2 separate regions of the Mus musculus genome follow, and region 2 is linked to region 1. The links are chromatin contacts, called in public Hi-C maps. All regions are on one chromosome and are shown on one strand. The core of a region is the stretch at or near the end of the contact, and the rest is flanking DNA. Distances in the headings are between cores, read along the strand shown.

What was found. Hi-C and Micro-C count contacts between places; a contact is called where the count stands out from the background.
Region 2: a Hi-C map of bone marrow-derived macrophages shows a contact between it and region 1, with 49 read pairs. The contact joins two enhancer-like sites. A contact is called at or near these places in 6 of 39 promoter capture datasets (the 3T3-L1 cell line, the C10 cell line, the HPC-7 cell line and 4 more), 14 of 484 Hi-C or Micro-C datasets (3T3-L1-derived adipocytes, the G1E-ER4 cell line, bone marrow-derived macrophages and 8 more), 4 of 115 datasets of contacts at active chromatin or transcription factors (the HPC-7 cell line, embryonic stem cells and large pre-B cells) and 2 of 9 other capture datasets (adipose tissue and embryonic stem cells).

The regions. Positions count from the first base shown.
Region 1 is chr2:153,035,209-153,041,313 of GRCm38.p6, reverse strand. The region is part of intron 1 of Xkr7 (X-linked Kx blood group related 7); the gene reads right to left. Among named protein-coding and RNA genes, the nearest start is that of Xkr7, 6.4 kb to the right of the region's middle. Within about 2 kb of position 2,588, at least 9 of the 459 cell types and tissues checked have an H3K27ac peak or open chromatin away from gene starts, as enhancers often do.
Region 2 is chr2:153,126,789-153,132,893 of GRCm38.p6, reverse strand. Hck (hemopoietic cell kinase) reads right to left here. Exons shown (of 13, transcript NM_010407.4): 3 at 4,589-4,631; 4 at 3,752-3,851; 5 at 2,952-3,050; 6 at 1,570-1,673. Among named protein-coding and RNA genes, the nearest start is that of Hck, 21 kb to the right of the region's middle. Within about 2 kb of position 3,768, at least 8 of the 459 cell types and tissues checked have an H3K27ac peak or open chromatin away from gene starts, as enhancers often do.

The sequences.
Region 1 (6,105 bases), core at 1,339-3,838:
AAATAATACCTGATTGATCAGTCTATAAGAAAACACTTCACCAGGCTAGGAGGGTGGGTCATTGAGTAAAGCACTTGTGCATGTGTGGAGACTAGCATTATAGTGTGTGTGTGTGTGGTGTAGTGGTGTGTGTGCCTGTAATCCCAGCATGCCTTTGGTGAGATGGGGAAGCAGAAAGAAGAGAAGCCCCAGTAAGCAGTGGACCAGCTAGCCCAGTGTACACAAATGCAAAGCAAGAAACCCTGCCTCAAGGTGTAAGGCTAGGACTGACTACCCAAGGTTGCCCTTTGACCTCTGTACATGCCCATAGCATATCCCCTCTTGCACTCACATATGAAGACATAAACACACACTCAATATATATATTCAAAGCTGGAAAGATGGCTCAGCAGTTAAAAGCATGGGCTGCTCTTACAGAGGATCTGAGTCTAGTTCCCAGCACCCATATCACACAGCTCTCGGCTGCCTGTAACGTAAGCCAGGAGCAAGTGATGTTTATACTAGCTTCTGAGGACAACTGCACTCACATGCACACCCTACTCTCACATGTACACATATAATTTAAAATGTTTTCCAAAAGCATATACTTAGCTAGCAGAAAGTAAAATGGTTTAGAACCCACACAGGTGCACTCAGGGGTCTTGACCACATAATTTTCAGCCCTGGCTTTGCTATCAACTGGGAGCCTACTCCTTTCTGTAACTCAGCTTCACATCTGTAAAATGGGTCAATAATACTAGCTAATGTGGAGCACTGCTGTGTGCTGAATAATGCTTGATAATGTATAAAACATGGTCTATGTATTCATTCAGTATGCCTGTACATATAGCCAATATACCTACCCACAGGGACTGTTAGCCCTTCCTCCAAGATGATAAGGAACCAAGGTTTAGAGGGTTAAGTGGATCATTGAAAACCGTGTGGGTGGTGGGATAGGGTTTTGGTTCTGCAGGTCCTTGTTCTTCATCCTGTCTGTCACAGAGGCAATAATGTAATCTAAGTCTTAATTAGTAATATTGTTTTTAAGACAGGGTCTTACTTTGTAGCCTTAGCTGACTCTCTATGTAAACCAGGTTGGCCTTGAACCCATCTCTCAAGTGCTGGAATTACAGAGGTGGGTGCCATGGCACCCATCAAAATAGCTGAGTGTTACAACACACATGCATGTAATCAGTTATGTCCTAGTGAACTAAAAATCAGAAGTAAAGTCTTCAAACAATGCAAGAAATAGCTAACTGTGGGCTGGAGATAGAGCTCCAGTCGTGGGGTGCTTGCCTCCACAGCCCAAGTCCTTAGACTCCGTCCGTACCCAGCACCACATACATCAGGGTGTAGTGACATGCCCTGCAATCCTAGCTGAGGGAATCAGACGTTCAAGATCACCTGAGGCCACTTAGTGGCCATTGGTAAGACCCTGTCTCAAAACATAAGCCAACCTAAAATCTAATTAGCAAGTGGAAATCTCTCTTCATCATATTCCTTCTCAATGAGACGATTTGGGGGTGGCTGGAATGCATAACTCTTCCATAAACAAAACTGCCAAGAAAATTTCACTTTAGGAAAATAGAAAGATGGTTTTTGCCTGGTTGAATAAGCAGAAGATGGTGTGAGATGCTGAGGGTGGTCCTGGGTTTGTTCAGGAAAAGCTTTCAGAAAGAGGCAACATGGAAGTGTGGCCTTCAAAGGTGTCTTAGTTAGGGTTTCTGTTGCTGCAATGAAACACCATGACCAAAACGTTGGGGAGAAGAGGGTTTATTCAGCTTACACTTCTAGATTGATGTTCCACATCACCAAAGGAAGTCAGGACAGGAACTCAAACAGGGCAGGGACCTGGAGGCAGAAGCTGATGTAGAGGCCATGGAAGGGTGCTATTCTCTAGCTTGTTCCTCCTCAAGGCTTGCTCAGCCTGCTTTCTTATAAAACCCAGGACCAACAACTCAGGGATGGCACCACCCACAATGGGCTGGACCCTCCTCCGTTGATCATTGTTAAGAAAATGCCTTACAGCTGGATCTTATGAAGGCATTTTCTCAGTTGAGGCTCCTTCCCCTCTGATGACTCTAGCTTGTGTTAAGTTGACACAAAACCAGCCAGGACAAAGGGTGTGTGGGTTCCCTGGTTGGGGGGGGGCAAGAGAGGGTACAGACGGAGGAGGAGGAAGAGGAGGAGGAGGAGGCGGCAGGCCCTGGGCATCAGTGGAGCCAAGTGCTCTAATGGAGGGTTGGGGTGGGAGGGGAGCCTCTGATGCAGGGTTGGGGAGGGAGGGGAGCCTCTGATGCAGGGTTGGGGAGGGAGGGGAGCCAGTGGCACCCTGGGACTCCTGAGTATCAGATCCAGGGTCCCCAGTTGCCTCTGGTTGTGGGCAGGGTGGGGTGGGAGGGCCATGGTGGAGGAGGGCCAAAGCAGTTCCAGGTTTAAGAATTTGAACACTTTCACAAAGGCAGGGTGGCGAATGGAAAGGCCAGAGTAGATCTCAAATCACCTCCTCCTCTCCCCAGGGACCTTTGCCCCAGCTGCTGGGGTTCAAAGCCATTTCCTTCCAGCCCTTCCTCCCCTTGGATCCCCAGGGTTTCTCGCCTGTGTGGTCTTTATAGATCAGAAGACAGGGCCTAAGTGCTGCCTCTGTGTCTGTTAGGAGTGGCTCTGGTGGACTGTGGCTGCCCTGACAGCAGGGGAGGGAAGGGCAGAGTGCAGAGCACACCGGGGATGGTCTCCCCCGAAGGAGGGTGGGGAGGCCACACTGGAACAACCCTGCCAAGTCAGCACAGGGAGGAACATTTGTGAAGGGGCTGTAGCCAAGTCCAAGCGGTTGTAAACATGCTTCAGATGTAAGTGTGATGATTCAAAAACCCTAGACTCATAACCAATACAAAAGCAGTGGGTAACCGGGTTGAAATGATGGAGAGAGGATTGAGAGACACCATTTGGAGAGACTGTGATTTGGGAATGAAGCTACACATACATATGAAAACAGAAAGGGCTAATTACAATCAGATGCTTCTGTGTTCCAAGCAAGGTGTCGCACATGAAGCATATATTGTGTAGCTCATACACCCCAAGCCACATGATGCTGCTATGGTGACCAAGACGCAGGTTAAGTTATAACCTTTGCCCAAAGTCACAGAAAGCGGAAGATACAAGGGTATTGCATCTCACTTACTAGCCCAGCCTTCACCCACGTGCCATCTCTTGTAGTGAGGCCACCCTCCCCAGGTCATCTACTCTGCAAACTCGCTAGCTCCCTGCTCTGTTTCAGCTTTGTGTGTGTGGTGTATGTACCTGTGCGCATGTGCAGGTGTGCGCACAGAGACCACCGAAGGGTACCGGGTATCCTGTTGTTTCACTCTCTGCCTTATTCCCTTGAGACATGGTCTTTTACTGAGTGTGGGGTGAGAGTATTAGCCACCTGTCTCCATTCCTTCACCAGCACTTGGGTCACAGGCACATGTGGCCTTTTCTGTGGGTACCAGGGATCAGAGCTTAGCTCCTCATGCCTGTGCAACTCAGCTTTCCCCGCAATGAACCATCTACCCAGTCCCTAGTTCATCTTCTCACATAGCATTGCTACCATGTGATCCACTGTCGTCCACGCTGCCATCTTAATTACACCTTTATCCTTGGCACTTAGAACAGTTCCAGGTATACAGCAGGTGTTCCACAAGTAACTGCAGATTCAATCCGTGGGTGCCACATCACTGTGCCCCCCCCCCCACTCTACTCATTGGCTACTATTCACAGAGCAACGATGGTGCTAATCACAGCTACCAGGTTTTTTTTTAATTACATTTAAAGTATTTTGTGTGCACCTGTGTAGGGGTGGTTTGTGTGTGCCATGGCTCACATTGTGAAACTCATAGTTTTCGCCTTCCACCATGTGAGTCCCTTGGGTTGATCTCAGATTATCAGGCTTTGTGTCATTCTCCTGTACCTGCCGAGGCATCCCACTTGCCCTGCCACCAGGTTTTGAACACTTAAGTGATGGGAGCAGCGCTTGCTAAGTCCTTGGTATGTTTAAAGCCAGAAGCAGATAGGTACAGTTATGCTCTCTCCTTTGGAAGGCATGGGGATTAGGTGGCTTGATTTGAATGGAGATGCTGAATAAAGAGTTCAAACTCTTCACATTATGCCAAAGATGGAGCTCCTCAGAAGGGACCGAGAGCTTGATCTCTCAGCTGCACTGACTCACGACACAAGTTCTCTGGTGTGTGGGACTCGCTGGCACACACAGGCAGCAACAGTACAGCTGAACTTAGTGAGCTGTAAGAGGGAGGCCCCAGGAGCTCACCACCACCTCCCCCCCACCACCTCAGGGTGCTCAGACTCTGACAGCTGGGGAGGAATCCCATGCCAGGTCTCCTCACACTAATTGGCTTAGGAAGCCATGCTTATCTGGGCAAAGCTGGGGCCCATGAGTTCAAGATTAGGGAGAGCAGGATTCATGGCTTACTGCTTTGCTGCCCACAGGGTCAGAGGAGGCAGAGTTGGGACTTTAATTGGCTTAACAGCCCTCAGTGGCTTAACGGCTCAGAGGGCTTCGGGTGGAGGTAGATAAGGATAGGCTGGTGTCCAGCCCACAGCCAGCTTCATGCCCCACCAAAGGATCTCATTGCTGCTCTCCCAGGGACTCAGTCTGTTACTGCTTCGAGGCATTTTCTTAGGATTCCCAATACACCAAATGCACTATGTCAGGGATGCGGCTAGGTTTGAGGATTGGACAAAGCTGGGAAGGAGCCTCCCCTCCCCTCCTCCTGTAACGTCAATCAAGTTCCTTGACCTCTCTGAGCTTTGCTTCCTTGTCTGATGGGTGAAGGTATCACTAACCACAGAGGGAAGGTTTTAATACAGGATGCCTGGGACCTCTCACACAGGCCTTGTTAGCACACGGCAGGCGTGCGGTGTCTGTGAGCCCCTTCCTTTCATGTGATGTTCTGACTAAAGGACCTTATAGCTCGTGTGAAGTGTTTGCTAGAGGTGATATAAAGAACGCCTCGCTCCAATGTTTCCTTTGGCTGATGCTACTTTTTAAGTTGTGCGTGAGTGTGTGGTTGGTTGTGTATGTGTGTGTGCCACTGCACAGGTATGTAAAGACCTGGGAACAGCTTGTCAGGGTCAGTCTCTCCTATCTTGTGGGTCCTAGAGAGTGAACTCAGGTTGTCAGGCAGGCTTGGTAGCAGGCACCTTTACTCACAGAGTCATTTTTTTTTGGCCCTTGCTGACACTATTTTTTTTTTAAACATCTTAGTAGTTGATTTTCCAATTTCCCATTGCCCTTAAAAAAAAAAAATCAAGATGTGGCAATGTTGGACCCATGATTTCTCATGGAATCATTAGAGAGTGACCAGGTGGTATCTGTATCTTGTCTAGGACACTTGTATTCCATAACACTGCCCCCTTGTCTGACACCCCATGCGCCCTTGTCTAAGTGACTCCTCCTGGCTTTTGAAGGCACTGCGCAATCCTGGAGAGTTGAGATTGTCTTTCTGAGTGAAATTTAGAACTAAGTTAGTGTAGGATCAGGAAGAGAATAAACAGCAGTCTCTCGGGTGTCGCCCTAGAGGGCTCAGTTTTCTCTGGTTGCCCCAGCCTTGCCGCTTAGAACATCTTCTGGAATACCTCATGTGGTAAGCCAACATGTGCCAACACCACTTAATTTCTAGGCATGCCAGACTGCATGGCTTCTCTCTACTTCCTCTGAATGTTCCTATTTATCTAGGCCCACGGCAGTTTAAGAATCCAAAGTTTGTGGGACAAGGGTCCACAGTATTCAGTGATAGCAGACCCAGAGTCAGAACTATAGCCTGGTTAATGTGGCCTGGTGGGCACATTTCATTCCCCATAGCCATTTCTCTGAGATCTATCCTAATTGACTGCAGAGTCTGAATTTACTGAACAGTCAAGCTGGCAGTAATTGCTTTCTAGCTCTCTGTGGACCCCAGCCCCATGCATGGAACAAAATACCCCACAGGTGATGAACTCATTTCAGAACCTGTCCAAAGGGCAGGCATATTGGGAGGCAGAGGATGCAATTCTACAACCTAGACATAGAGAGGGTGTTGGGGGAGGATCCCAAATTGACCTTGATGACCTTAAACTGTTCTGGGCAGC
Region 2 (6,105 bases), core at 2,519-5,018, 90 kb before region 1:
CAGTGAATGACAGGAACAGTGTGCGTTTTCATCAATTAAAATTACTTGGATCGTATCATTCATCATAGTGAATAGTCTCACGAGGCAGATGCTTTATAGACGTATCAGCCTCACTTTATAGGTGACATACTCACTTGGAGTCACACAGCTGGCAAGTAGCACATTTGGGTTCCAAGGCTGTCCGGTTGGCTCCTTCTTAGCCTATCCCAGTCAAGGGGAACCTGGTGTACCTGGTGCTAGACAGGGTGTGCAGGATCTGGAAAGCAGCCAAGTGCTTGGGACCGTGTTCTAAATCAGGCAGATCCCCAGCAAGCCCCCTCCTCCAGGGGGCTGTGGAAGCGAGTCCAGGCCACCTTCCTGTCCACAGGTCTGTCACTGGGCTGTTGGTTTCTTTGCCTCTCAGTAGAACTAGACAGGTCAATCTCTAAGCTACTCTAGGCACAGCGGGAGACAAGCTGGGCCTCCCTGTAGCCTAAATGCTCACAGACCTCAGACAGAGACCAAATGGCTGGTCCCAGACTCTCAGATGCCTTTGATGTCCCCCAAACTAGATGCCTCATAGTACCAACCAGATCACACTTTATACAGCTGGCTTGGCCTGTTCAAATCAAGTGGTCTGAGTTCAAAGAGCCAAAGGCTCGCTGTGCATGTGGAATCTGAAATCGTGCACACAGCATGTGGCATTGCTGCCCTGGGGAAACTCACCCATGGGAATGCCAGTCGGAACCAGTCTATGTGGTTCGAGGTGACTCTTTTTCTCTAGATAGGGTTTCTTTGTGTAGCCCTAGATGTCCTGGTACTTGCTCTGTAGACCAGGCTGGCCCTGAACTTAGAGATGCCCCTGCCTTTGCGGTGTTTTTATTTTATTTTTAAACTCTGGTCACCCATTCCATATGACTCTTTGCCAACACGGAGATTTGGGGACAAGACTCTTGACACCAATGACATCTTCCCATCCACATGCCCACAAAAGAGCTTCCTCCCTTACATCTTATGGGGTAGGGGACATGCATGTCACTGTCATGCTTGTAGAGGCCAGAGGACAATCTTCAGCTGTTGGTCCTTCCTCTTTATTGTGTAGGTCCTGGGGATGGAACTCAGCTTGTCAAATGACCTCGGCATCTCCAGCTAAGCCATCTCACTACCCCTCCCCCACTGATAGAGAATTTTAGGTGAGTCTCAGAGGCACAGGGCCAGGTCCTGTTTTGGGTCAAGTTCTATCTCACATAGCACTGTTTCCTCTCCTGGGAGGAATGGGACTTGTGGACAGGACAAAGTAGTGTGGCTATTTAAAACAGACCAGGATCTAGTGGGGACCAAGTTTCAGCATGATGTTTGCTTGCTTTGGGGGCTCAAGCCACTTCTGATGATCTAAGCCTGCATCTTCTAGAACTAGAAGAAGCCACCTAGTCCAGGCCCTTAACCCTCTTCTTGCTCAGAGCAGCAAATGACAGGAAAAAACTTGGCAGTATGGACACTTGACTGAGCTGTTCAACCCTCCTCAGAGGACTTCCCTAAGGTTGGAGAGGCGCCTTGCCTGGGCACAGGAGGAGGGAGGGCTGGCATCACCTTTGGTGGTCTCACTGTCCCGGATCATGAAGGAGCCCAGCATGTTGCCTGGAGCCAGGAGGTGGCGCTCTGCATCCTTCCGGCTGATCCCCTTGAAGAACCACCTGTCAGGAGTGAATGAGGGACAGTGTGAGACTCAGGATGGACCAGCCTGCCCTGCTCACGTGCTGCCCCAGGCCATACAGAGCACAGCCCACTCAGATCGGGGGCCCAAACACCTGACCTCAAGAAGCATTGTTTTTCTTACTTTTTAGGGGGTGGGTTAGTGGGAAAGAGCTAATCTTTTTTTTTTTTTTTTCTTCTTTGCTATTTTGGATACTTATGGAAAAGTTCATGTCGTAGTGGCTGAAGTTCTTTTCATCCTCACAAGAATAAGGAGCAGTCTGTGTACCACAATGGGGAGAGAGTCCTGAACAGATATCAGCATGCCTGTCAGGTGACTTTTGTTCTATGGGTCTCTGCTGCCTCCGTTATCAATAAGGGAGAAAGATAGTTAACATTCATAGTTTCCCACCACCACCCCAACACAGCATTTTATTATATAGCTCTGCTGTCCTGGATCTCACAATGTAGACCAGGCTAGCCTTGAACTTACAGAGATCCATATGCCTCTGCCTTCCAAATGTTGGAATTAAAGAACTGTGCCACTAAGCTTAGCTCATTTGTCAATTTAAAAAATATTAATTATTTCTCTCTCTCTCTCTCTCTCTCTCTCTCTCTCTCTCTCTCTCTCTCTCTCCTATATGTATGTGTGTGTGTGTGAGTGTGCGCGTGCTTGCATGGGCATGTGTGAGCTGGTACCCAGGGAAGCCAGAAGGGTGTGAGATCCCCTAGAGCTGGAGTTACAGGCAGTTGTGAACCTCCATGTTCAGGTCCGGAAGGGCAGCCAGTGTTCTTAACCACTGACTTCTGCCCCAACTCATCAAGAGCTTATACGTGATCATCGCCTTTATTCTTCTTATTTTATAGTGCTCAAAGCAGAGAACAGAGATGATAAGGGGCTTGTCTGGGGCTACACAGCATGGAAGTGGAAGAGTCAGGATTAGAACCTAGGCAGTCTAACCCCAGAGCGCAGGTGTGAGAGCTCAACACTCAAGAGGGAGGGAGGCAGACAGTGCATGTGCAGACAATTTAAAAAAAAAAAGCAACGTCCCTTTTTGCCTGTGGGATATATTCAGAAGGAAGTAAAAACACCTCTCCGAGAGAGTCACAGAGAGACCATTTTGAACAGGTCTGAGACCTGAAGCATGGGAATGACCCAGCCAAGCCAAGAGCCCCAGGCAGAAGGTGCCAGACAGGGGAGAGAGTGTGTGCAGAGATGCTAAGGTGGCAGGCCAGTTTTGCTCTGGCTGCCTTCTGGAAGGCAGAACTGGAACACTTACTCTTCTGTCTCCAAAGAGTTAACTCGAGCCACATAGTTGCTTGGGATGTAGCCTTCCTTCTTGGTAGCCAGGGACCGTGCCTTCCACCACTCCCCAGCCCTAAGGAAAAGGAGGGAGAAGAGGATCAGCTGGCACAGGAACCTTTTACAGCCTGCTGTGGCCCCCCACCTGGGTCTAGAAGCTCTCCTTCCCACCCTCAGGAAGCCAGGAGCATGAGGGGTGGGGGAACCTAGCACGTGCTGAGGAGTCGCCACAGGAGTCTGGGCTGAAACCACAGTCTGGGTCTTTGGATCCATTCTTTTTCCTGGACTTGTGTCCTTGGCTGGACTATCTGACCCAATCCAGGACCTGTGTCCTGGAAGCACTCACACTGGTTCAGCTGCGGCCCTAAGGAGAAGGCCGCGGGCTCAAGAGTTTGGCTACACATGACAAGGTATCATTCCCAGATCTCAGTACAAGCTGAACTCTTGTAAGAGGTCCTGATGGTGAAGACTGTGACTATCACAGGTGGGGAGCTCAGAGACCCTGGGATTGCTAAAGGGGCCAGGCCCACAGGGCAGCCTGGAGCCCAGACACTTAGGCCTCTATCCCTTAGGAAGGCTTTGTGGAGAGCCTGTCAGAGAGGACATAGTTTCCATCTCTGGTTTTGTTACTGAGAGGTAGGTCCTATATGGTGTGCAGTCAGATTCTCATCATTTACTCCCAGAATTAGGCTGTTGGGCTCTTTAAAGATGCAAAACAGAAGTGTAGCTAAGCCCTGCAGGTGGGTGTGTCTCAGGGGGGACCAGGCTAGAACTCACTCCTCCAGAACCACCATCTGGTCTCCCTTCTGGAAGCTGAGGTCTTCACGGTGAATAGCCTCATAGTCGTACAGTGCGACCACAATGGTATCCTCAGAGCCTGCCAAGACGGGAGATGCCAGGATGGGTCCCCGTGCCATCCCCCCAGTTCCCGACTCCTTTACACCAGAGCAGCCCCCTGTGCTGGGGCCTGTGCTGGTTAAAGCCTTCAGGGCTCTGTTCACACCACTGGACAGCATTCTAGAAAGACAAGAGCCCGGGCAAGGAGCTCAGGTAATTTAGAGACTATACAAGGGTGCTGGTTAGTTTTTGTTACCTCGACACAAGGTAGAGTCACCTGGGAAGAGGGAACCTCAAAGATAGAGTAGGCCAATCAGATTGACTGGTGGGGAAGTCTGCAGGGATTTTTTTTTTTTTTCTAGATTGATGGTTATTGTGGAGGAATTGGTGGTTGGCTGGCCCACTAGGAACCATGTGCTTCCCCTGAACAGCTGCTTTTGGGTTGTATAAGAAAGCAGGTTGAGCAAACCAGTAAGCACCTTTTCTCTGCTTCAGTTCCTGTCTCTAGCTAACTGCTGGGTTCCCATTCTGACACTCTGACTTCCCTCAGTGACAGACTGTGACCCACAGACTGCAAGATGAAACAAACCCACTCCTCCCCCAAGTTGCTTTTGGTCAGAGTGTATTAATCACAACTTCACAAAAGCCAAGTACAGAGGTTTTTTGTTTTGTTTTGTTTGTTTTTTTTTTTTTTTTTACTTTCCCCCATCAGTTACAACTCAGAATCTAAGCTAATGGATGTATCTGATGCTGAGACCCAAGCTTCCAGATACTCACCCTCCACAAACCCTGGGGGCATGCTGTTGCTGTTGTTTGGTCCCTGCAGGAAGAAACAGGAAAAGGACATGAGTCTGAAATTGTGAGGATCCTGTGTTGAAAAGGTCACCCTTTTCAACCCACCTGGGTCTTGGTAGGAGAGAATTACAGACATAGGCAGGGTCACATGGCATGATAAAGAACAGAGTCTGTACATGGATAGAGCTATCTTAAAATGTGATCGGGACCCTTGCCTTGAAATACTGGGAAGGGCTAGGTTGATCCTCCCACCCAGTGAGGGAACTGGTCCAGATCTGTGTTGCTTAGAGATGTCTGAAGGTATCTTGGGTTTACCAGGTTTCTCACGGACAGACTCCATCATGTGCATGGAGCAATCTGACAAAGGGACACTGCCATCAGAACCACAGGTCTCCAAGTATCACTTAGATGAGATCACACAAATTCCTGGGTGAAAATGGCTACTTCTGCTGACCATCACATTCCTGAAGCTGGACATGGTGGTGCACATATGTAATGCCAGCACTGGGAACCTAGCAGGATTCCCGTGAGTGCCAAGCATCCTCCTGGACTAGACAGTGAGAGCCTGTCTTCCAAAGCAAGCATTCACACAACTCATTATGTCTATATAAAGCAAGTATATGTATTTCCTGTGGATACGTGTTTGTAGTGTGGTGGTAAAATCCACCGAAAAGGGTTTTTATGTGTCCACAGCAAACTGACAGTGATTGTTGCTTTTAGGGGATGTGGCACTTGCAGGGCTCCATAATTCATGACTTCTCATCGTCAATAAGAGGGTGCCTCATGTCACACATGCTGTTAGACATTTGAGGAAGCACGGAGGGATGCTTGTTTTTTTTGTTCTGTTTTGTTTTGAAAGACTCTCAAAGGTTCTGAGATGTCCTTGTAAGATGCCTGTGTCATCCTGGGTTTCTCAAACAGATTTGGCCTGGGAACACCTTCTCCTGAGACATACTTTCTTAACTTACAGCCACCTCTGGGCGAGCACCACACAGGAGGGAATAACTCGACAACTGCACCCCTTCAGCTGTCCTCAGAATCAGGCCGGAGAAGACCCAGGGATGGCTTCTTAGGGCAACACTACCCAGATCAGGATACCAGCAGTGTGAGAAGTTTGTATAGCCACAGGCTGTGCTAAGGGAGGCCAAGTGCAAAGAGAGAGGGGATTATGACAGTCTCCTGCCTTTCTCAGGCAGAGTCCTGCTCTGAGCTTCACAATTTAGAGACTAAGGACTTGTGGGACAGAAGTCTAGGCCTCCTGTCCTGAAAAAGAGGGCTCCGAAGGGCTAGACTCGAGTTTGATTTTGCCTTCAGTCTGTGGGCTATCACTGTGTGAAGGGACTGGATGTGTTTGGGGGCAGGCATGGGATAAAGAAAGGGGGGCTATGCATAATTGACCTTTTAACATGAGGAAGAACTTTAAAAAATATATGTTTATTCTGTGAGTGAATGATGTGTAAGTGTGGCTGCTGCTGCTGTCATAGTGCACACGTGCCTGT